Regions from separate parts of the Sus scrofa genome. Here all the other regions are linked to region 2. Evidence: chromatin contacts called from public Hi-C data. All regions are on one chromosome and are shown on one strand. Each heading gives the region's core, a stretch centred on a gene start, on an enhancer-like site or on the middle of the called end of the contact. The rest is flanking DNA. Distances are from core to core; before and after follow the strand shown.

What was found. Hi-C and Micro-C count contacts between places; a contact is called where the count stands out from the background.
Region 1: a contact with region 2 is called in a Hi-C map of liver, with 4 times the contacts expected there. The contact joins two enhancer-like sites. A contact is called at or near these places in 6 of 47 Hi-C or Micro-C datasets (fetal heart ventricle, heart right ventricle, liver and 1 more) and 1 of 2 datasets of contacts at active chromatin or transcription factors (skeletal muscle).
Region 3: a Hi-C map of liver shows a contact between it and region 2, with 4 times the contacts expected there. The contact joins two enhancer-like sites. A contact is called at or near these places in 2 of 47 Hi-C or Micro-C datasets (both in liver) and 1 of 2 datasets of contacts at active chromatin or transcription factors (skeletal muscle).

What each region holds. Positions count from the first base shown.
Region 1 is chr15:54,552,696-54,557,379 of Sscrofa11.1, reverse strand. RBPMS (RNA-binding protein with multiple splicing) reads left to right here. Exons shown (of 9, transcript XM_021074872.1): 7 at 2,510-2,579. The coding sequence ends at 2,572. Among named protein-coding and RNA genes, the nearest start is that of SMIM18, 89 kb to the right of the region's middle. Within about 2 kb of position 2,104, at least 18 of the 83 cell types and tissues checked have an H3K27ac peak or open chromatin away from gene starts, as enhancers often do. A contact at or near this core is called in liver and skeletal muscle, where this site is marked.
Region 2 is chr15:54,701,738-54,706,642 of Sscrofa11.1, reverse strand. The region is part of intron 1 of RBPMS (RNA-binding protein with multiple splicing); the gene reads left to right. Among named protein-coding and RNA genes, the nearest start is that of RBPMS, 21 kb to the left of the region's middle. Within about 2 kb of position 3,577, at least 38 of the 83 cell types and tissues checked have an H3K27ac peak or open chromatin away from gene starts, as enhancers often do. A contact at or near this core is called in liver and skeletal muscle, where this site is marked.
Region 3 is chr15:54,835,971-54,840,319 of Sscrofa11.1, reverse strand. No RefSeq gene overlaps it. Among named protein-coding and RNA genes, the nearest start is that of DCTN6, 58 kb to the left of the region's middle. Within about 2 kb of position 1,584, at least 30 of the 83 cell types and tissues checked have an H3K27ac peak or open chromatin away from gene starts, as enhancers often do. A contact at or near this core is called in liver and skeletal muscle, where this site is marked.

The DNA of each region.
Region 1 (4,684 bases), core at 855-3,354, 150 kb after region 2:
GGATGGGTTTCGGGGTCTGACTTTACTCCGTTGCCACCACATCCTTCTTGAGCATCAGCCAGCCAGCCGGCTTGCATTCACCCGGAGGTCACCCCGAGGCACAGGTCCCCCTCCCTCCCCCAGGCAGGGGCACCCAGGAAGGAGTGAGGACTGTGTGTGAGTGGACCAGGCCAGAGAGGCTGGAGCAGATGCGCGGGAGACAAGGGCTTCCTTCTTGCAGTCACTGCACCGAAACAACCATGGCATCCACTCCGAGGCTCTCCTCTCCCTGTGTCTCCTCTGAAACACCAAGTGTCTTGGCCTCCTTGGGCTCAGCGCCCCAGCCCCACACCTAGGCAGCACCAGCCGCACCACCGCGCTCCCCCTACCCTGGTGCACACGCACCCATCCCCCCCTCCACTGTGTGTTTAGGTTCCCAGCCCCCCACCTGCCACAGGGCCGTGCCCCCGCCCTCTCCTTTCCCACCTGTCTCAGGAAGGCAGCTCCAACTCTGCCCTTTGCTTAGTGAGCTCGTGGATTCAGATGCACAAGGCCATAAGCCGGGGGTAGGTACCAGTTTTTTCTTTGAGTCTCTCTCTGTCTTCCTCCCCTTCCTCTTTCCCGCTCCCCCTCCTCTCTGCTCCCTTCCTGCCTCCCACATCTCCCCTCTTTATTTCTCTCTCCTTTGTCCTGCATAACCCCCTAAATTCCCAGAGTGATGTGTGTTTAGTCTAGCAAAGCTTTTGGTCCCTTGTCTCTTTAACTGCTGTGAGTGTTGAAGGAACTCTGGCTCTGCCTTAAATGAGCTTCAGGACCTGCTGGTGGCTCCCACGAAATACAGCTCTGCCCTCTCATGATACAGAGCTCCACCTTGGCTAGTCATCTTGTTTCTAGTAATACCTGATGTGCTCCCTGCCCCCGCAGGTCACTAATACACAGCAGACCCAAGGGGCCCCCAGAGGTGGAGTCCTGTGTAGGCAGAAGCTCAGAATGCATCCTTGGACTCTTTAAGTCCCTCTTACGGAGTAAGTGAGGCCAGACACTTCTATTCCCTCTGGGGATAGAGTCCCCCAGTGTGGCCCCTTATCCTGCAGGGACAGTCAGAGAGGGAATAGCCACTGAGGGAGACCTGTGTGGTAAAGAAGGAACTCTGCAGACTCCTGCAAATGAGCCAGGGGCAAAGGCCAGGGTACTACTGATTGCTCTCTAGGACCCATTCCTAGATAGCCCAGGATAGCCTCAGGATCAGTCAGAGCTGGTAGAGCCTGAGCACTGGATTCTGACCCAGCCTCAACCCCATGGGACTTATGACCATGGTGGACATCATTGCAAATACCCAGACCTCATCCAATTCCCAACCTGTTCCGCTCAGGTAAGATGAGCCAGAAGGTTTCTGTCAGTGCCTCAGGCGCCGGCACTTCCATGTCAGCTGGCTTGCAGCTTCCTCTGTTTATGCTTTGGAGATACAAACAGGATGCTATATGAAAAAAAGGGGTTATGCTACAAATTTAACCACTAACACTGATTTGCCAGGGTAATATTCCCCCCAGCATCCCATTCCACCAGAAACACTCTCGTGTGAACTGGTTTGGGCCAGACCCAGATAAAGAGCAGTCTTCCCCCTGCCATGCTGGGCGGACACCACCTCCCAGCCGGGCCACCCAGCCCTCTGCTGTGCTGCTCCCTGCACTGCTTTCTGTGTTGCTTATGGGCTGGTGGAGAGCCATCCCTGCTCAGTGTAAAAAGAAGCAGCAATAAACAGGCTTCTCTAGCCTCTACCCAGAGGTTTACAGGCAAAACAGACAGTGCCGGGAGGTGGAGTGAACGTCTGGTAGAGCCAAAGCACACATGCTCTTTTGTTTGTTTTTCCTGTTTTCTTCAGTCGGAGACCGGGAGCATTCTGCCAAGTGCAGAGCATCACAATCCTTTTGTGTTTGGGGCCTGGCCTTGCACTTTGGGAACCTAATCGGAAGAGGTGGGGCAGCCAAGCGGGCAGAGGGCTCAGTGCCAGACATCCCAGAGTGCCAGAAAGCCAGGATCCTTTTCTAAAAGGACAGGACCAGAAGCTCCAAGCCACCCTGGCCAGACCACTGGTCTGGATGGTGTCATGGACCGTCCCTTCCTTATCACAGCAGATACATGTTTCCACACAATGCTCAGGAAGCCACTGGGCGGCCTATCCCCCAGCCCAGGTGTTGCTGAGTCAGTGCGGAAAAGAGGGGTCACTGGGCCAGGTTTTAGCCCAGCAGCAGCTGTGACTTGAGAAGGGGGGTGGGAGCAGGAGGAGCCACTGGGCCCCGGGTGCTCAGTCAGGGGGTGCATTCCTGAGAGCTCGGCCTCGTGCTCAGAAGGGGGTGTGGAGGATTTCTCAGGATGCTGTTCAGCCCCAGGGGAGACAGCTGCCCAGGCAGGGGTGCTTGAGCACCACCTGGGAACTGGGAAGGGGGCAGTAGCCTGGCAGGATGCCCTGAGGGGTGCAGACGTGCCCCGGAGCCCAGGTTCACAGCCTTCTCCCCACATGTCTTTCCAGATGCGCTGGCTCCCTCCGTCCGAGGCTACTTCTCAGGGCTGGAAGTCCCGTCAGTTCTGCTGAATACTGTGTAAGTACTCGGTTTTAATGAGAACCGTGTCCAGGGCCTGGGTGAGCACAGGACCGAGCAGACGTTTGGTCACTGGGCAGCTCTCATCCTGCATTGGCGCCCACACCTTCTGCACTTGCAGGGGTCATCCCAGGTCATTACACTTAGCACCCCAAGAGCGCCTTTGGGGCCATACGTCTCTCCAAGAGATTTTCACTTGGGACTGAAGGAGAAGTGAGGGATACGAACTGGAGAACTGGGATCCTGGCCCCCTCCCCCACACCCCCACATGAATCAGGAAGTGACATGACTGTTACTCACCTGCTGCCAGCGTGAACAAAACCTTCCTCAGGTCACAGACCTAAGTCATCTACTGACGTAGCGCCTTAGAGTGGGAATCCTAGAGATTTACTTCTGTACATGCCCGCCCGTCTGTCAGAACTTGGGATAGTTCTTTCTAAATCACCTAAATGGTCTTTACAAAACACCCAATGTCCTTACGAAGGTACTCAGTGTGCTGCTTCCAATAGGCTTTCCTTAAAGTTTCTTGAGGGAAACTATCCCAAGTTGGCCTTTGCGCCATTTCTTCACAGGCCCAGCCTTGCTTCAGGGAACTACCAAATGATTTGTTTTCCTGTAAATGTAGAATTGCTGTCACATCCCAAACACCACCTGTAATTCAGTATCTTGCCCGAATTTCTGTGAAGTATAAAGCAGTGTTGTTCTGAACTCTAATTTGGTGTGTGAATTTGGAGAGTCTGCCCCGCATCTTTGAAATGTTACTGTCCTACACTCAAATCTTCTCTTTGTTTATGTCATTCCTTCACAAGACAGGAAGAAAAATGGGAATAGGGAGAGACCGGACTTCATCCAGTTAGAAATGGCACAGAGGCCATGGAAAGTTGTTATGTATCTCTCCCTAACACTCCTCAAGGAAAGCTTCTAAGATAAATTCTTTCTTTCTTGTCTTTTTTTTTTAGGGCAGCATCTGCAGCACATGGAAAAGGTCCCAGGCTAGGGATCGAATCAGAGCTGTAGCTGCCAGCCACAGCCATGGCGACTCAGGATCCAAGCCGCATCAGCAACCTACACCATAGCTCACGGCAGCACCAGCTCATTAACCCACTGAGTGAGGCCAAAGATTGAACTGAAGTCCTCATGAATACTAGTCAGGTTCCTTACCACTGAGCCACAGTGGGAACTCCAAAGGTAAATACTTTAAAATGTTCTATTTCTTCTTCCATAATACTGAGTCTCATGTGCCTTTGTTAGATCACTTGAGGCCATTGAGATTCTTGAGGAGGAGGTATCATGAGGGGAGAAGCTGGCCTCTAGTTGACGCTGATTCAGCTCAAATGGAGAGCTGTCTCAGACAGCTCACAGGGAAAGCATGGAGGAACAGTAGATGCCCAGGCTGGCCTTGTGCAGGTCAGAGCCCTCCTAGAGGAAGAAGGAGAATGCTGAGTAGTTCCGGGCTTTCTTTTCTTTTTTTTGGTGTTTCTCTCTTTTTTGTAGCCACACCCACAGCATGTGGAAGTTCCCAGGCCAGAGATGGCACCTGCATCACAGCAGTGACCTTAGCTGCTGCCGTGACATTCCTGGATACTACTGTGTGCCATAGAGAACTCCCCAGGGTTTATTTTCCACATGCAAGTTGCCCTGTTAAACTGAAGTCTCCGTTGGTGGTTCATGTCACCTTCATTTCAATTTCCAGGGGAACTGCTGAGTGCAGATTTCATTTGCTGAAGTTCTCAGTACTGTAAAAGGTCAGTGTTCCCAGAGAGCTCCAGTCCTAGGTCAGAAGGAAGGCTTCTTCATCTAAAGGAAGGGCTTCACCAAACAGGAGGATTGGCGATGGGTATTAGAGCACCAGAAATCCCAGAAAGGTATCAGAGTGGCCAGTTGACCCGCATCCCAACTGGTCAGGATTCTTTCTCTGGCCATGGAAATAGATAAGCTGAAGGATAGCATTTTTATTGCTTTAACACTTCAGAGTTCCCTTGTGGCACAGTGGGTTAGGTATCCGATGTAGTCACTGTAGTGGCTTGGGTTGCCGCTCTGGCATGGGTTCAGTCCCTGGTCTGGGGATTTTCATATGCCATGGGTGCAGGGGGGAGAAAAAAAGA
Region 2 (4,905 bases), core at 2,328-4,827:
ATTATACTGTAGGTAGGTACCAATCATCATTATTCCTAGTGTACAGGTGAGGAGCTGAGAGTTGAAGAACTTGCTCTAGGTCACAGCTAATAAATTATAAAGCTGGGATTTGAACCTGGGCAGTTAGTTCAAAATCTCATCTTATGTTAAATATCGGGACATTTTTTGAGCCTCTTAGGGTCCTGCCTTCACAGAGAAATTTGAGATTGGGGACCTGCCTAAGCTCCCAGTAATAGGTAATGGAGCAACTTCTTTTCAAGGAGGTGGCTCTGGTTTCAGAAAACTGGGTGGCCTGTGACTTCTTGCCACAGTCGTCCAACTTTTCCCACCTTTGCCATCTCACCTGTCATGGACTCTAAATTAGACCTTCGGGGCCCATGAAGATTGACTTTATCAATCTCAGTCCATTAACACTAATAGCTCTTCCAAAGATGTTACTCCCTGTGAGTCAGCTAGCACCTGAACACATTTGGAGGCTCCTTGATCAAAGGATCTGGTGTCTAGAAAAGTACTCTGAAGATGAGAGAGTACTGTCCACCAGTTTTTGGTTATAGTTAGTGGATAGGATCCAGATTTCTGTAGCTGACATTTAGAGTTCCCCATGACCAGGCTCTTCCTTTTATTTCCAAACTTGGTGTCTCCTCTCTGCCCCTGTGCACTGTCTCTCGTTACCCTCCATCCCCACTTCTAAGCATCTAGTTGTAGGTTGATGGTGTCCCGTTCCTTTTTTTTTTTTTTTTTTTTTTTTTTTGCTTTTGGGGCTGGCCTGGTGCATTTGGAGTTCCCAGGCCAGCAGTCAAATCCAAGTTGCAGCTTCCATCTATACCAGCAGCTGCAGCAACGCCAGATCCTCTAACCCATAGTGCCCGGCTAGGGTTTGAGCCTGCGCCCTGGCACTGCAGAGACACTGCCGATCTGATCCCGTTGCCCCATGTCGGGGACAGTCTTCCCCTTTAAAAATAACTTTATGGAGGTATAATTCACAAAACTTAAAATTCACTCTTCTAAAGTAGACAGTTCAGTCATTTTCTGGTGTATTCGGAGTTGTGTAACCATCACAAATCTAATTTTAGAACATTTTTGCCACCTTCCCTCCCTCCCAAAATAAAACCTGTCCGTACTCATCAACCCCTCCTCCGAGCCCTTGGCAACTGCTCATCTACTTTTAGTCTTCATGGGTTTGCCTATTATGGACATTACGAACAAATGGGAATAATACAAAACGTGGCCTTTTGTGCCTGGTTTATTTCACGTAGCATACTATTTTCAAGGTTCATCCATGTTGTTGCATGAATTGGTACTTTGTTTTTTTTTATGGCTGAATAATATTCCCATGGTGTGCTTATACTGCATCGAGTTGATCCATTTGATCCTTTGATGAACATTTGAGTTGTTGCCACATTTTGGGCACCCTCTTCTTACAAAGACATTCCACCTCCAGGCCCCTGACTTTCTTCTGCCCAGTGCTTGTTGCTTCGTCCTTGCCATGCATTTATGTTTTTCCCCCAGGCTTACTCTGTGAGTAAGAAGTCCCTCCATAGGACTCTCATGTCAGTCTCTGACTTAGCACATTGGATATACTGCCTAGTATTTTTACTTAGGTCTTTTCATGAATCTCTACTTATGTTTGTTTGACCTTTGAGCTTATTTGCTTGTTTTTGTTTTTTTGAGTTTTGTTTGTTTTGTTTTGTTTTGGTTGCACCCTCAGTATGTGGAGAGGTTCCTGAGACAGGGGCGAACCTTCACCACACCCAGTGACAGTGGTGACTCCTTAACCCACTGAGATGCTTTCTCTTTCTTTTCTTTTTTCTTTCTTTCTTTCTTTCTTTTTTTTTTTTTTTTTTGGCCTGTTTGTAAGTTTTAAATACAATTAAGTCAAAAAAATACTTAATCCACCAACAAGGCTAAGAGCCTTGCCTTTGAGAGAACTTTAGATTCTAGCAGAGCTTCTATTCTAGGTAATATACACACACACATTCACACATACCTCTTATGTTTCCATGTGGTCACAAGATATGATACAGGGTAGATTCTCAGTCAGTGTGATTTGATAACTATTACCTTGAAATTACCAAAAAGTTGGGAGTTCCCATTGTGGCTCAGTGGTAAACAAACTCAACTAGGATCCATGAGGACGTGGGTTCGATCCCTGGCCCCGCTCAGTGGGTTGGGGATCTGGTGTTACCATCAGCTGTGGTGTAGGTCATGCGTGTGGCTCGGATCCCTGTTGCTGTGGCTGTGGTGTAGGCTGGCAGCTGTAACTGATTCAGCTTCTAGCCTGAGAACTTCTGTATGCCCCAGGTGTGGCCCTAAAAAGAGAATTGAAAAATTGAATGAGTCCACTAATCCTCTTGCAGGCTGTAGGTTGCTGTCTTGTTTCTTACTGGCAACTGTAATCATAGTTGCCAAGTTTATTCATGAAGGCAAAGGGATGGGTGTGAAGTGTCCCCTAGGAGATGGAAGCCAGCGTGGGGAAAGCAAGTCCCCTACGTGCTGTGTCTTCCCTGCAGACCCTAACCTTCATCTTGCCCCTTTCCTAGGCTTTTCAGGTTGGGGTCTTCTTTATTCCAAAGACTGGAATCTTGGAGACCCGGAGGGAGAAAGAGGGGAGGGCAGAATCCGTCCTGTCCCTCCAACTGCTGTCGGAGATGAGAAATTGTCCTCCTTCCTGTTCCTTAGTAGGAAAATGGTTACACAGTTCCTGACAAAACCAAGGCCTGTCAGGTCCTGAACCAGGCTCTCAGGAAGAGCTGCCAGTTCCTTGCCCACTTGGCCATAAGTATCTGCACCATCAGGGGGCTTCCTCCTCCAGTCTTGGCAGTGGCAGTAGTGTGCATGGCTCCCCTAGTACCCTCTGAGGAGGATGAATGAGTTAATATTTGTAGCGGCCTCTGGAAATGTTAAGTGCTTGGTGTTCTTATCTCCTCTGTGAACATAATTGCCTTATAAGGCTGTCCACCAGGGCTGAGGGACTTGGGGCCAGCCTGTGAGGCTAGTTGACTGTGACAGTTCATGACAGTGTTCCCAGAACAGGCTCCGGTGTCTTATTTTTAATACTGGTGATACCACTTTTTTTTGCTAATTGTTAGTGTCTGTCTTACAAGTACTTCCCTTCAGCTTTATTGCATCTATTTTTAGCACCCAACCTCTTGTGAGTCTTTCCCTCTGAAAACCAAGCATAGTAAAGTCCGTTTGAACAAAGTGATCCAAAGTGTTAGATTTTTCTTTTTTTTTTTTGAAAGGTAGACTGCTCATCCCAAGAATTATTTTGAAGTAAATTCATTCTTTTTTTTTCTTAAAAAATACCGTATTTTAAGAGGAAATGGCAGATACAATAGTCCAGTAGCAAACCTTATTTTAAATCAATGAATGAAAATGTATACTATTCAGACTAGATTACTCCAAACGTTTGTTCATTTTTCTTTCATGGAACAGAGGCTGCTTTTCAAACAGTGGTATGTAAACATGGAAATTTACATGTTCAAAAGCCAGTTTTAAAGATTTCCCCTCTAACTCTGGCTGTCCATGTTATGACATAAACATTTATGCTGTCATAGGTTGTTTTTTTTTTTTGAGCTGGATGGGACCCAGGAAGTTCTTTTATTTAACACCCTCCCTTGAGCAGTGAGTCAGCTGAAGCCCAGGGTTGGGTCTGGAACCCATTTCCTTTTTCAAGTTGACTGTGTTGTTCTCATTGACCTCTGTCTCTCTCTGGAAGTAGAACTGTCATCTCTTTCTGGATCTTTTTTTTGGGGGGGTGGGGCGCTGTGCCTGTGGCTTGTGGAAGTTCCAGGGCCAGGAATCCAACCCACGCTGCAGCTGTGACCTGAGCCACAGCAGTGACAACACTGGATCCTTAACCCGCCGCCCCACCAGGGAACTCCTGTTTTGACTTTAATTTATAAAGAGGATGATAGATATTTTTACAGGTAAATGGTGTAAAATATGCCACAACATTGTTTTGGGGTTGAGAGAAGGGAAAAAGTTTAGAGTATTATTTCTTATATCCTTGTTGACCTCTGAAAGTATCTTGATTAAACCTCTCCCTTTTTAGTGTTATCAGAACAACAGGCATTGATTCAATGGCTGGCTCTGTGGGTTACCATCATTTTCATTAATGATATCTTATGCTTGCCAGGGCAGTACCTTGTGAGTAAGTATAAATCCTATTTAGAGGCAGTGAACAATTATTTTCGGTGAGTCTTGGACCTCCTGTATCTGTGAATGTTTATAGGCAGTGTTGTTTATAGGAAATTGTGCAGAGTTGGGGAACTTTGGCCTTAGTACTGGTGGGAAGTGGGACACAGTAGGCTGGGTCTGTTGCTGGTTAGCTCATTTGATTAGAACAGTATGCCAATGACCCCAAGGTCACTGGACCATCTGTGTGTAGGCCAGCCAGCTCTTCTCTGCTGGGATTCCAGCCCTTGGCCAGGAGGCTGGGCCATGTGTGTCACTGGTCACGAAGCTGGAGCAGATAGATCACCAGACCCAGAGAACGAATTCAAAACACATGCCCTGTGGATTGAAGACTATTTGTGGCTTTTTAATTTATGGGTCTATCATAATGTTGAGAAATTTTACACAGTTCAAAGAATTTCTGATGAATATATCTGTGTACATATCTATCAAGGATCCTAGGAAAATACAGAAAAGTTAAGGAAGGAAACAAAAAAACACTTATCCCATTACCGATAGATTTTACATTTTGGATTTTTTCCCACTCTTGACTTTTTTGGCTTCCATGACACCATGGGTGCCCCCCACTACAAACACACGTTTTCCTTTTCATCTTTTTTCCTTGGTTTGGTTGTTTTTTGTTTTTGTCTTTTTCGGGCCTCACCAGCGGTATATGGAAATTCCCAGGCTAGGGATCCAATCGGAGCTGTAGCCACTGGTCTACACCAG
Region 3 (4,349 bases), core at 335-2,834, 140 kb before region 2:
CTTAATTCACTATAGGATCCATCCCCCCCCCAAAAAAAAAACCCCTCTTCATGTGCATGCAGGGAAGGCCACCCTTTGGCTTCCCATAGTGCTGAGTGCTTTTATCTTAGACACTCACACAACTGGGCTTCCTGATGGCGTTGCGTGGAAGAGGCCCTCTGGGGCAGAGTTAGACAGGGTGGGGATGGGGTGGTTACTAGTTCATCAAGTCTTTTTAAAATCATCTCAAAAGATAGTTCTTTTGTCATTTGCAGGAGCCGACAAATTTTGAGGCCATCTATGGTGGCTTACAAAAACATAAAAATGAAAAAAAACCAAAGATTTTTAAAACTCAGGTATATTATTGGCACAGAGAAAAGCACAGGCATATATAATTGCTAAAAGAGAGCCAGAAAATTTCTCTAAGTCTCCTTCCTGGAAGCCAGAGGGCAAAGGATCATTACAGGAGCTGCACAGCGTCTGTAGGTGCACTTGGGCTGCTTTGTAGGAATAGGACATGTCTCTTACAACTGAGAACTGAGAAAAATCTTCCCAGTGGGTCCAGCCAAAGAACTCAGGTGCATTGTCTCATCTGAGAAAACAACCAATCTCTCATGACAAAAGATTCATGATATCTAGTGTGGGGTTTTGTTTTGGTTGTGGTTTCTTTCTTTCTTTCTTTCAAATCAGAATCACAGGTTGGCTCAAATAACTTACTCCTTTGGTAGAAATGAGAAAAGCATATGTTGATGCAAATGTGCAAGAAAGAATCACAGGAATAGGGAAAGGGTGCAAGAGGCATTTTATAGCTTGTTGGGAGCAAAGGACAGAAACGTATCTGTAAAAAAAAATCCAAACCTAAAATTCCCACATCAGGAACTATGTGTAAAGTTTGCTGCATCCTCCCTACAGCCCCCACCTCCCTGACTGGCCTGGAGTACTTCCAGCTTGTTGTTATTTATTAAATGGTCATCAGCCCTCCTTTTTGTAACTGGTATTCAATAACTGCCTCATCCCCTCCCTGGAGTTAGCCTGAGTCAGGCTGCAGTGTTCCAAATTGCCAGCAGGTGTCAACAGCTAACATGATTCAGAGAAGCCAGAAAAATGCAAAGTTCTTTTTCTCCACTTGAAAACTTTCCACAGAACCTAATGTGGGCAAAGTCCAAATTCCTAGCCAGGACGTCCCAGACCCGTCGGATTTAATCCAATCATTTTTTACAGCCTTGGTTCTTAGGTTCTTAACAATTCAGGCGCCCATTCAATCAATCAGCAAAGACTTATGGAACATTTGTTTTATCAGGTGCTTTGCTGGGGGGCTGGAGATAAAAAAAAGATGACAGAGATTTCATCTCTGCTCTGGAGAAGCTCACTGCCTACTTAGGAAAGCAGTTTGGGGCTAAGCTGCTATGGTAAAGAGACGTTGATCTCCATGTGCGCAAACACACACACACACACACACACACACACACACCACACACACACACACACACCACACACACACACACACACACAGGCTTAAAGAAGGTTCAGTTTATTTCTCACACCAAAACCAGAGTGGTCCAGACTAGAGGGTCATGTGGGGATCTGGCTTCTTCCCATCTTGTTGTGCGTCATCATCCGTAGGATGTTGTCCTTAGTTGCATGGTTAAGGCAGGGTCATGACCGTATCCAAGCTTCAGCCTGGGAAAGGGGAAGGAAAAAGGAGGACAGGCAATTTCCTTTTAAGCAGGAAACACTGACGGTATACCTACCTTTTTATACACTTTGCAGGATAGGGACCCCATCATGTGGCCATATCTAGCTGCAAGGAAGACTGGGAAATGTAGTCCTTATTGTTGGCAGTGGCATGCCCAGCTAGCAATAAGTTGGTCAGAGAGCATCTCTGTTTTTCATACAATCTAACTTTACTTTTTTTTGGAGGGGTTTTTAAGGCCACACCTGCAGCATATGGTGGTTCCCAAGCTAGGGGTCTAATCAGAGCTACAGCTGCTGGCCTGCCACCACAGCTGTAGCAACACCAGATTTGAGGCGCGTCTGTGACCTACACCACAGCTCACAGCAACACTGGATCCTTAACCCACTGAGTGAGGCCAGGGATCAAACCTGCCACCTTGTGGTTCCTAGTCGGATTTGTTAACCACTGAGCCACAACGGGAACTCTGAGTTATATTCTTAAGGCATGAATATAAGTTGCTCAGGTGGGAAAGGAGGAAGAACATTCTAGAATGTGAAGAGCATCTGTAGAGGTCTGTAGTCATGGTGAGGCCAGCTATGTTGGTACATTTGTTATGGGGTACATGTATTGGCAGGGGGAGGAAGACAGGAGAGAAACTGGAAAAAAGGAGTAGAATCATATTGTGCTAAGTTTCCTACTCCAAACCAAGGCACTTGGATTTTACCCGACTGAGCAGATGCTTTGGGGGTAATTCCCAAGTCTAGGGGCCAAACCAGGTCCCCAAATTCCTGTCACTCTATGTGGGTGGGCTCCAGGCATCCCAGTGTATTGCGCTTGACACCACTGAGACAGTGAGCAGAAATAATGTGGCAAGGGGTGTGTGTGTGTGGTTTTGTTCTTGTTGGATATGACTTGTGTATGTTATGGAAACAAAAGGAAGGATGCAGAAGCCAGAGGTTGAGAACATCAGAGAGAAGGGATGATGGACAGTTTTATATTCCTCCGAAGGGCTCTTGGCCAATTCAATGTGGAAAGGAAGCACCTAGCTTTTGGTAGGAGAGGAAAAGGCGGGCTTTTGCTTGGTGCTGGGAGGAAGAGGCAGAAGTTGCTGTCTCAGCTGTTTCTATTTCTCTGCCCAGGAGGAGCAAGATCACCTGCCAAGAGTGAGGGGATCTGAGGAGAGTAGAATGGTTGGAAACTGTGCTTGTGAGGGTAAGACAGTGAGTGGACAGGCAAAGCCCAGCAGTGTTACTCAGTAGATCATCAATGTATTTGCCTCTCCACATATCCAATCAACAAATGTTCACTGAGGTCAAATAGGATGGTAGGCAGTGGTGGATGCAGAGAGGAGTAAAGCACAGCAGCCAAGAACAGGGTTTCCCTGCACAGTGGTGCAAGTTGTGCACTGCCCAAAGGTGGCAGTGGGGGAAGGATCTAGCTGAAATCCAGTTCATGCATCCCTAGGCAAGTCTCAAATGAGCTACCTGTGCCAAGAAGGAGTGTCTTTATCAGTGAGCCCAAAGGGGGCAGTGGGAACATTTGAGGCCCCAATTAAGGGCTAGTTGTTTAAGGTCATGGGAGAAAAGAATGCGTTGTGGAGTAAGTGCTATAATTAAGAGAAGGCTCTGAGGATGCACAGGGAAGAGTGACACAAACCACTGAGGAGTGAGCAGTTCTCGAGGGAATGGGACTGAAATCCGACTCAGGCCCCCTGGGACCACTTGGGAGGGCACAGGGGGGCAGGCAGAGCAGGGGGGAGGGGAGTCATGGACAGAGACTGGGAAGCTCTTTTTCACCAATTTACTCTGTAGGCTTTGAAAATTAGCTAGGGCTGGACTGTTCATATGCTAATTGCAGCAGCCCCCTCCCAGTCTTCCCAGGCTTCCCCACCCTCACTGTGAAGGGCCCCTAAGGTGGGGTTGGGAGTGGCGAGGTTTAGCTTGTGTTGGTGAAGAGCAGGGCAAGTAAGGGCGTGGGGCTGAGGTTTGTCCCACCTTGCTTCTAACCGTGGAAGTTTTCTTTCCTTTCTGGAGCTGGAGATTCTGCTCACATGTTGAGTCCAAAAGTCAAAACCCCCTTGGCTAGGCCTCTAGTGCAGCATGCGGAAGTTCCCTGGCCCAGGAACGAACCCACGCCACAGCAGCCACCCAGGCTGCTGCAGTGATCCTTAACCCATTGTGCCGCCAGGGAACTCCTAGATGTTTAGAAATGATTGATAATATAACATATATCCACTTTGTGGAGGAAAAAACCTCTCACATTTGTTATCCAGTTTGAGGTGGGAGCCAATTCAGTGAGGTTCGAAAGGGGCATGTCTCAGAGAAGGTAGCTGATTCAGCTGAGGTCATCTGCATGGTTGGTTAACTGGCAGAGCTAGGATGCAAATCCCCATCTGCCTGATTTCAAAATAACTGCTTTTTCTGTACCCAGAGAAGGGGAATAGTGACACTTGCTTTATGGTTGTGAGAATCCATTGAGAAAATCAACACAAGGGGCCCAGCAGAGCTCCCTGTGTGTGGTGTTCACACTCAGAAACTCCTAGTTTCCTTCTCTGTAACCAAGAGTGGCCAACTGCCACTAAACCACCACCGTGTGGGGAACAGAGCTGGTCCTGGGCTACAGCCAGCTTGTGTGTCACTCTCTGTTTTCCATGTTGCCTGCCTGCTGCTTGGGCCTCCGTGCTCCTCCCCTGGCT